3 separate regions of the Mus musculus genome follow, and regions 1 and 2 are each linked to region 3. A link is a contact called in public Hi-C and HiChIP or PLAC-seq data. All regions are on one chromosome and are shown on one strand. The core of a region is the stretch at or near the end of the contact, and the rest is flanking DNA. Distances in the headings are between cores, read along the strand shown.

What was found. A called contact is a pair of places that touch in the nucleus more often than the background predicts. HiChIP or PLAC-seq counts read pairs in DNA pulled down with a chosen protein or histone mark.
Region 1: an H3K27ac HiChIP or PLAC-seq map of embryonic stem cells shows a contact between it and region 3, with 2.3 times the contacts expected there. The contact joins the enhancer-like site here to the promoter of Sec14l1 in region 3. A contact is called at or near these places in 1 of 39 promoter capture datasets (embryonic stem cells), 2 of 484 Hi-C or Micro-C datasets (the G1E-ER4 cell line and Sertoli cells), 12 of 115 datasets of contacts at active chromatin or transcription factors (the SCID.adh cell line, VIP interneurons, bone marrow-derived macrophages and 6 more) and 1 of 9 other capture datasets (adipose tissue).
Region 2: a Hi-C map of regulatory T cells shows a contact between it and region 3, with 2.6 times the contacts expected there. The contact joins the enhancer-like site here to the promoter of Sec14l1 in region 3. A contact is called at or near these places in 2 of 484 Hi-C or Micro-C datasets (embryonic stem cells and regulatory T cells) and 4 of 115 datasets of contacts at active chromatin or transcription factors (embryonic stem cells, memory CD8 T cells and pancreatic cancer cells).

What each region holds. Positions count from the first base shown.
Region 1 is chr11:117,340,095-117,343,287 of GRCm38.p6, reverse strand. The region is part of intron 2 of Septin9 (septin 9); the gene reads right to left. Among named protein-coding and RNA genes, the nearest start is that of Gm51932, 6.1 kb to the right of the region's middle. RefSeq lists an enhancer at 1-263. Within about 2 kb of position 1,852, at least 34 of the 459 cell types and tissues checked have an H3K27ac peak or open chromatin away from gene starts, as enhancers often do. A contact at or near this core is called in embryonic stem cells, where this site is marked.
Region 2 is chr11:117,298,402-117,301,251 of GRCm38.p6, reverse strand. The region is part of intron 2 of Septin9 (septin 9); the gene reads right to left. Among named protein-coding and RNA genes, the nearest start is that of Gm34065, 27 kb to the left of the region's middle. Within about 2 kb of position 1,306, at least 11 of the 459 cell types and tissues checked have an H3K27ac peak or open chromatin away from gene starts, as enhancers often do. A contact at or near this core is called in regulatory T cells, where this site is marked.
Region 3 is chr11:117,113,591-117,116,606 of GRCm38.p6, reverse strand. It overlaps Sec14l1 (SEC14-like lipid binding 1), which reads right to left and starts at 1,439. Exons shown (of 16, transcript NM_001166506.2): 1 at 1,256-1,439.

The DNA.
Region 1 (3,193 bases), core at 603-3,102, 230 kb before region 3:
TCGCGTTTTACTCAGAGCCATCTCCCCAGCCCTGGAAGGACAGTTTTGACACATATCCTAGTCCTACCTTGTCTTTGCTTCAAATCAATGGCCGGTGTCCCCAGCACCCAGGGTGACACGGAATTGGGCCCCTTTACCTTCTCCCACCTCTGACGTACCATGGAACAGTGGGATTGAGCAAATATCTGAGCTGTACGACACTGTGCACACAAAGATAATCCTTGTCCCCTAAGACCATTGTGAAGGTGGAGGGTGACAGACACAGAACATGGTGCATGCAGCTGCTGTTAGCCAAATGCACATGCCACCCCTTCACTCTCCGACATATGAACGCCTTCCAAACTCCTCTCAGCTCTTCAGAAAAGGCTCTTAAGAGTCAGCCTGTCTAGCCCGGCAGTGGTGGCACAAGCCTTTAATCCCAGCACTTGGGAGGCAGAGGCAGGCGGATTTCTGAGTTCGAGGCCAGCCTGGTCTACAGAGTGAGTTCCAGGATAGCCAGGGCTACACAGAGAAACCCTGTCTAAAAAAAAAAAAAAAAAAAAAAAAAAAAAAAAAAAAAAAGAGTCAGCCTGTCTAGAACATTCTTTCCCTGCTGCTGTACTCTGCCCTGCTCCTCGGTCTTCCCAGGACAGCTAATCTATGCTGGTGGGCTTCCCTGTTTTAGCAAGTTGCACAGGCTATAGTAAGTGCACCCCGTGACTCTTCATGCCAGCAGGGCCTCTAACATCTGAGGTCACTGTGAACCTGGCTGGATAACTCAATGGGGGCCTGGAGGTACTCCCCGATTCCCTTTCTTCGGTACGGGGTGTGTGTGTGTGTGTGCATGATGAATCTCTGTCCCGGCACCCAAATGTGACTTTAACAATTTCTGGATATTGTCACCTATAGAAGCCATGTAGAGCTGAGGAAGGGGACAGAAGGAAGGACTTTCCCAGGATACTCAGATCAGGGTCCACTGAGGTCAGGCGTCAAATGCAACTAGGGGCCAGGCTGGCCTTGCCTGGGCTTCAGTCCTATCTTTTTTCCATCTTGTCCTAATGCCAGGCTCAGACTGAGCAAACAGAGCAGAGCGAGGGGCAGATATAGATACGGAGGACAGGGCCCTCACCTGGGCCTCCACTGGCGATGTCACTTCTGTTCCATTCAGACCGCTTATTACGGCCCATGTCAAGGACTGGGTCTTGCTACCATCTCTAAATGCTGTCTAGAAGAAACTCCACTGCCAGGTGGCATCTCCTGAGATACTTTCAATATTTTGTAGCCAGAGTGGGTGGGTGGGGGGATACAAGACAGCATGTTTTGGTGGCCCAAACACCAGCGTGACTCACACAGGTTGCAAAGTGAACCTAGTGTCTGAGATGCAACCAGGAACTCAATGGAAACTCCCGACCTGAGTGAGGCCTGACTCAAGCCAGACCATCAGAGCTGCTAGAACATCGACAGGCCAAACTCTCTACAGTCCACAAGCCATTCATTCACAGTAACTGCACTGCCCCATACCCTCGCGCCCGCTGGATTCCTCCAGTAATTAGCAACATCGCAAGAAGGCCCAGAATAACACGTTTCTCAGGACAGGTTAATGAGGAGGTACAAGGGCGGGGTCCCAAGTGGCTGGGGGTCCCACAGCCTCCTCCCAGCTGAGATCCCTACACCTGCAGCCTCTTCTTCCACCTCTTCTCAAACCCAGGACTGAGCTAGATCTATTATGGGATGTAGACAACCGATGTCCAGGAAAACTGGCATGCCGTGGATGGTCCTCAGCCAACACCGGAACGGCAGCCTGGGAGCCAGTCTTCTCCCAGGGCCTCTCCAACCCAGGCGCTGGGAAGGAACGACATTCATATGGTAATTTCTCCCAAGGACAAGGGGACAAAGGGGGGGGGGGGCTGGCAAACTTCTGGAAGCTGTGCCCAATAGGGCTTCCAAGTTGGCTGGCCGGCTGTCCCTAAAGAGTAGACACAGTGCTAGGATACAGTCACAGAGGGATGGGGGCAGTGCAGGGAAGAAGACTCCACATTTCCTGCAGTTGCTTAAAGCATTGGTGGCTAACATTTAATTTTTGGTTTAATTTGTGTGGTGGTGGTGGGGTAACAGAACAGTCCAGAAATGTTCTCCATAAACTGTGGCCCCGGGGGCACCATGCTCGCCTGCATACATTCCACGTCCCTTCGGAAGCTTGTCTCTCCGGGCTTAGGCCTGTAGGATTGGCGGTTGCAGGGGACGGTGTCTATCCCCACCTCACCGCACCCCATTTAGGCATCTTGATCAGGTTAGTTGTCCGTTAAAGAATTAAGAGGCAAGAAGTGCCTCCAGTGTGAGGAAGAGACCGGAAGGGGCTAGCCTCATTGTGAGCCTGTGGCTACTCTCCTGACCGTTTGTGTATCAGGAATCCAATTCATAGTCCCTCAGGCCCACCAATTACCGGCAAGGAAGACAAGAGCATGCAGCTTCCTGCTTCTGCTTTCTGGTGCCTTCCCGGGCCTGGACTGGCAAGGGAATCCCGAAGCCAGAGGCCAGGACCTGGGTGCAGATCCTGTGCCTGCTGTTTTCCTCCCGTGCCCCTCACGTGTAGAGTCCTCTTTGCTCTATTCTCAGTCCTGCGGCCACCTGTATCGAGATCTGAGCAAGCCAAATGCAGGGGCTGCTGGGCCCTCAAACCTGGGTGCTGAACGTTCCCAGGAAGTCACAACCTCCTTCACACAGGACTGGGGTAAAGCCCACCTGTTAGGGCCACACAGCCCCAAAGGGAGGAAGACCTCTGGATGGACAAAGGGGCTGACACACTGGGGGCACCTGCAACTTCCTGCACTATCCACTCCCAAACCTCCAAGCCTCTCAGGGGCAGCTCCTGTGAACTAGGACGAGAGAGATCTCTGCTGACTTAGACAGATGGAGATGCTGAAGCCCACAGTGAGGTCATCTATGCCCCTCCTTTTGAAAAAAAAAAAGGCAGTGGGTGGGCCTGGCTGGGGGCTGCACAGTTCTCCCAGACCAAGGCTGGGTCACAATCACGATGGCACATCCTATGTGTGGACAGATGCTTCAAGGGTACTGTGAAGTGCATCTGTGGGTCAGTGGAAGGAGGATGTCGCTGTGGCCCCCAGGGCAGCCTCAGGACTGGACAGGAGATGCACACGGCGGTGTGTGTGTGTGTGAGTGTCCACAGCTAACCATGGAGGGGCCTGGGAAGGTG
Region 2 (2,850 bases), core at 57-2,556, 180 kb before region 3:
GTCTTACTTGGTAGCCCTGGCCAGCTTAAGTATTCACTCTATTGCCCAGGTTGGTCTCTAACTACTGGCAATCTCCCTGCTTGAACCTCTCAAGGTCTGACCACCACCAATCAGCTCAAAAACCTCTTAGAAAAGGAACCATAGGGCTGGAGAGGTGGCTCAGAGGTTAAGAACCCGGCTGCCCTTGCTGAGGAGCCAGGTTCAGTTCCCTGCACCCACACGGCAGCTCACAATGATCTGGAACGCTGGTTCCAGGGAAAACAGTGCCCCCTGCTGGTCTGCACAAGTACAGCAAGCATGCTCATGGTGCACAGATCTGCATACAGGAAAATACACATAAGGTACAAAATAAAAGAATAATTAATTTTAAAATTACTATTTTTTTAATCAGTAAGAAAAGGGTTGACAGTCCGGCTAAGAGAGGACTATGGGCTTTGGGCTGTAACAAACATACAGAACATACACACAAAACACACAGGTAACACACACCTTCCATTCTGGCAGAGATGGAGGTGGGGGCACGAGGATCTCTGTAAGTTTGAGGCCCGCCTGGTCTACACCGTGAAAACATGTAACTAAGATCGATTTAGTTTTGGGGTGAAATGTCCCCCAGAGACCCAGGAGCTTGTAACTATCTGCTCCCCACGGTGATACTGTTAGGGAGTGCTGAGGGGAAGGGACCCAAAACCCCAGGCACAGGTCTCCAAAGAGACTGGAGGACTTCACTGGGTCCCAGCTTCCTGGCGCATTACATCAGCAGACTTTCTGGCTATGGCTATGCACACCCAGCATGTGGTCCAGCTCCTAGCCATGAGGCCACTGGATGTGGAAACCTCCTGAGATGCCAGCAAAATTTCCCCTTGATAAGTCAGCTGTCTCATGTAGGAATATGAATCTGCTCAATACAAAGCTGTAGAAATAAATTCAAACCCATTGGGCAGCGCCCATCCCCTCACTATGAGGGGAGAGCACATGCTTTTCCATTCACCATCCCTCAAAATGCTTTAATGATGTACCGAAGGCTGGAGAGATGGCTCGGGAGTCAAGAGCAAGCCTTGCTCTCCCAGAGGATCTGAGCTATGTTCCCAGCACCCATGCCAGGTGGCTCACAACTGCCTGTAAGTCCAGCTCCAGGGGTTCAGAGACCTCTAGCAAGGGCGCCTGCACTCGCTTGCACACGCCCTACAAAGACGCATGCATACACACAGAATTTTAAATAATAAAAATAAAAATGTAAGTGCTGTAACTGCTTGAGGTTAATGTGGGTGGAACTGGTTAAACTTTAAACCCACACTTCCTCTGATGCAGAAACTTGCCCTTCCAAGTTGCACATGGCAGTCACCTGCACGAGCGAGAGAGCACACACACACACACACACACACACACACACACACACACACACACATGCCCAAACACAGTGTAAGATGGTCCATACAGCTTCTCATGACAGGGTCTTCACATTAGCTCAGGTTAGCCTTAAACTCAGGTCTCCTGAGTCCCCAACCTGCTGAGTTTCAGGATGACAGGTGAGCACGTCTAGGCCCCATTCCAGGTTCTTTTCACATCTTAAAATACTGGATGAGGGGCTGGAGAAATGGCTCAGTGGTTAAGAGCACTGGCTGCTCCAGAGGTCCTGAGTTCAAATCCCAGCAACCACAAGGTGGCTCACAACCATCTGTAATGGGATCTGACACTCTCTTTTGATGTCTGAAGACAGTTAAATATACATATACATATATACATAAAATAAAGAGCTCACAAATAACCCCAGCTCCAGAATCCAGCTTTGGCCTCTGAGGAAACTTGCACAAACATGTCTATACCCCCCACACCCACACACACAGACACACACACACACAGACACAGACACAGACACACACACACACACACACACACACACAACCATAAGTAAATAAAATTTAGCTAGGTGTGGTGACACATGCATTTAATTCCAGCGCTCAAGAGGCAAAGAAGAGATTTCTGGGAGTTTGAGGCTAGCCTGGTCTACAGATTTGAGTTCTAGTTCAGCCAGGTCTACATAGTGAAACCGCCTCAAAAAATAATAAAATAAAAATGTAAAAATTAGCGGGGCAGTGGTGGAGCATGCATTTAATCCCAGCACTTGGGAGGCAGAGGCAGGCAGATTTCTGAGTTCGAGGCCAGCCAGGGCTACACAGAGAAACCCTGTCTTGAAAAAAACAAAAAACAAAAAACAAAAGGAAAGATGTAAAAATTAAAAACTTGGGTGAGGTGTGTACACCTCTGAGACTAGCAGAGGATGGGAGCAGTACTATCTTCTACTACATAATGAGCTCGGCGGCCTCTAATGCTGGGGTTAGAACTGTGAGCCTGGCACACATGAGGCACTGGGTTCAAATCCCACCACTGCCAAGAACCTGCTGACCCTTTGATGCTGGACACAAATGCATGTGGCGTTCTCAGCAGAAACAACAGAAAGTTACCTCCGCTTCCTCTGCATGCTCGAGAAGCCTCTAAAACAGAGGGTTTTCCCTTTTATTTTTCTCTTGGCCATGTTAAGGATCCAACCCAAGGCTTCAAATGCAATCTAGTGCTCCGCCACTGAGCCAACAGCCCTGTCCACTACACACAGACTTTTTGCCCAAATCTGCACACACAAAATTCCAAACGTCGTCAACACGTCCAGCCGTCATGGTATACCCCCTGAGAACAGCAGGGGAGGGAGGCAGCCTCCTTTGTAGGTTTCTTGGGATCCTTAGGATATATAATCTAGCAGTGAGCAAAAAAGACTTTTTGGAATACATGGCAGAAAGGTGAATGGGAGAAGGCAGGTGCCCAGGAGCAAGTCAGCATCTATGCAGGTCCACCAGC
Region 3 (3,016 bases), core at 190-2,689:
CCAGCCTCCTGAAGCCGAGAACCCGAGAACCGCAAGGCAATCAATTACATGCTCAAGTCTGAGGTCAAGGAACCTTGCTTTGCATACAGAATCACTCGGGTGCTGGCAAGGGCGGCTTTCTGGGCAAACACCCTTGTGTGTTCAGAGTCATCTAGAACCTTTTGCTCACCTACTTAAAGGAGGAGAAAAACAAACAGAAATATAAAAAGGAAAGAAAGTCCAGTGAGCCCAGTAGTCCCACTGGGGCTCAATCAATAAGGATGTTATTTTACCTAGATACAGTCAAAAGACATTCAAAAGTTCAAAACCCAGTATCTCGGTATCCCAAATTACAGGTGTTTAAAAAAGCAAACAAAAAACCCCTACGCTGATAGACTTCAGAGGATTGCTATCTAGAGCTGCACTTCTACAATGTTTACATTGCTTTAAACAGGTCTGGAACTTTCTCTGGTATGTTTGCTTGGCATAGCACTCGGAAGGAGCAGGTTACGTTGGAAAACCACCTTCCAACAGTTGGAAAACTACAATGGCTAATAACTCTGGGTGACCTCAAGCATGCCGTTCGCCTTTCCTGATTCCATCTGTGTGAGACGATCTTACACTCCCAGCTCTCAAACCAGACTCCTCGGTTCTCCAAACTCAAGCCTTCATTAATCTCGATTCAGGCGCTGACGCGTCCTGGAGCGCAGAGACCGCGTTCCATTCACTCTCGTAAACCTTACAACGCCGGTGCGCGGAGGGGAGACTAAGAATCGTTTATATTTTTTTAATTGAGAAAATTAGTTTTCGGGTATCTCTCAAATAAAAGGAGGATGATTACCGGGTGCTGACGGGTAGGAGAGAAGATGCAAGCACTGCGTGATGCCTTTATTAAGAAACTCTTAACCAAGTGACTACACTGAAGGACCAGCTTGCTCGCCAGCTCCCTGAACTTGGGCCAGATCTTGGCTTGGGGAGGTCTGGTCCAGATCCACGCCCTGCGCGGGCATCCGGAGTGACCACCGCCAAATGGCACAGGAGGCCGGGGCTGCCTCTGTTGCATGATAATTGGTATTTGAAAATCAGCCCAGGGTCGGCCCCGGGGGAGCGCCTCCCTGCAGGCCGGGGCTGGACGGAGGGGGCGGCGGCGGCGGAGGGACCCGGCTGGCTCCGCAGTCTCCGAGATGGCGAGCGCCCCGGGCCGTCGCAGCAGAGGGACCCTGCCAGGGACTGACACCCGGGCGCGCTCCTACCCTCCACGACGACGCGAGCTTACCTCTTGTCAGAAGGACCGGGTCGGGGACGCGGCGCGGTGGCGGGATGCGTTCATGCCGGCGGCTCCCCGAAGAGAGAGCCGTGCCACAGGCTCGGCTGCCGCCGCTCGACCGCCGGTTCCGGGGACAGGGGCCGGGGCGGGAGGGCCGAGGGGCGCGGCGAGGGCTCGAGTGGTTGTTACGGGTGACGGGGAGGGAGGGGCCAGCCCGGAAGAGGCGCGCGTGCGCACACCAGGCCGAGGGGGCGGGGGAAGGAGCAGGAGGCGGTTGCTAGGGAGGGGGAGGGGCGGCCGCCGGGCTGGCTAAGGGCCGTACTGCGCCGGCGCGAGTTACAGATCTGCGCGTGCGTAGGAGGGGCTCAGGACTTGGTCTGCCAGGACTCGGAGCGAGCCCCAGAGGCTCCTTCTCTTGGCGTCAGTGGGAAGGGGGAAGGGCCGTGGCGGCGGGCGAGGCTTCGCAGTTAGCAGCCACAGACCCCAGAAAAGATTCAAATGCGCACTCCAGCCGGAGCGGGAACTGGGACCTCTACGGAATGTCAGCTAAGCCGGCCCTCCAGCTTGAATGCTGCGCGCTTGCGCCGTCTGTGCTTCCTCGTGGGCTTCCTCTTTTTTTTCCTGCACTGCTATAGTGTCTGATTGCATTCTGGCCTAGTAATGGTGATGGAGCGAACAGGGTGGGGAGGAGATGGGTGTAACCCAAGCACCCTTGTCAACACGTCCAGATGGTTGGGGAATGTCTGGCTGTGGGATGGCTCTAAGGGGAGGGACCTCAAGTGGGGTGCTAGGTGTGCCTTGCGTTTCAGCGTCTCCAACTTTAAAATTTAAGAGCCACACACGGAGACATTTAGGGGTCCTGAAGACGGGCGGGTGACAATAAGCGGACACCTGGCGCATCCACCCACACAGAAAAGCTAGTTTTAGAAGCAACACACAATTTCTCCATCAGTGTCACTGTTGTTCCGTTCACATTAGTCACCCCGGATGGCTGTACTTGCACACAAGAGTTTGGGAATTTCCTTCAGGACCTGTTTACCCACCACACAAACATATCATTCATTGCTCGATCACACTTTATTTCCAACTCAAACCGTCATTTTCCAGCACTGCTACCCGCGCTACTCAGGCTGCTGATGACTTATGTCCACGTGTAGGGATCACATTCACCTTTAAAAGATGCTGTGGGAGCTGGGCAGTGGTGCCTTTAATCCCAGCACTTGGGAGGCTGAGGCAGGCAGATTTCTGAGTTCGAGGCCAGGCTGGTCTACAGAGTGAGTTCCAGGACAGCCAGGGGCTACGCGGAGAAACCCTGTATCAGAAAGAAAGGGAGAGAGAGAGAGAGAGAGAGAGAGAGAGAGAGAGAGAGAGAGAGAAAGGAAGAAAGAAAGAAAGAAAGAAAGAAAGAAAGAAAGAAAGACAAACATGAGCTCCTGGTAGGAGTGAATGGCAGCACCCATTGAGATGATCTTATCCAGAACACACCATTCTGACAAACCTATAGATGAACCACAAATGTACAGGAAATAGAGACTGGAAGATGGGGCCAATTCACAGCCTGGAAAGCACAGACCTCGGGGGTACAAAACAGATATAGTCTTTATCAAATGATTTCTAAAGAAAGATGAGGGGAAGTCTAACTGATACCTTAAGAGGAGTTGGGAAATTCACTTAGACAACTGTGCTCTCAACTGCAGTGGCTGCTCTCCCAGGGGACCAGGATTCGATTCCCGGTACCTACTTGGCAGCTCACAACTGGCTGTAACTCCA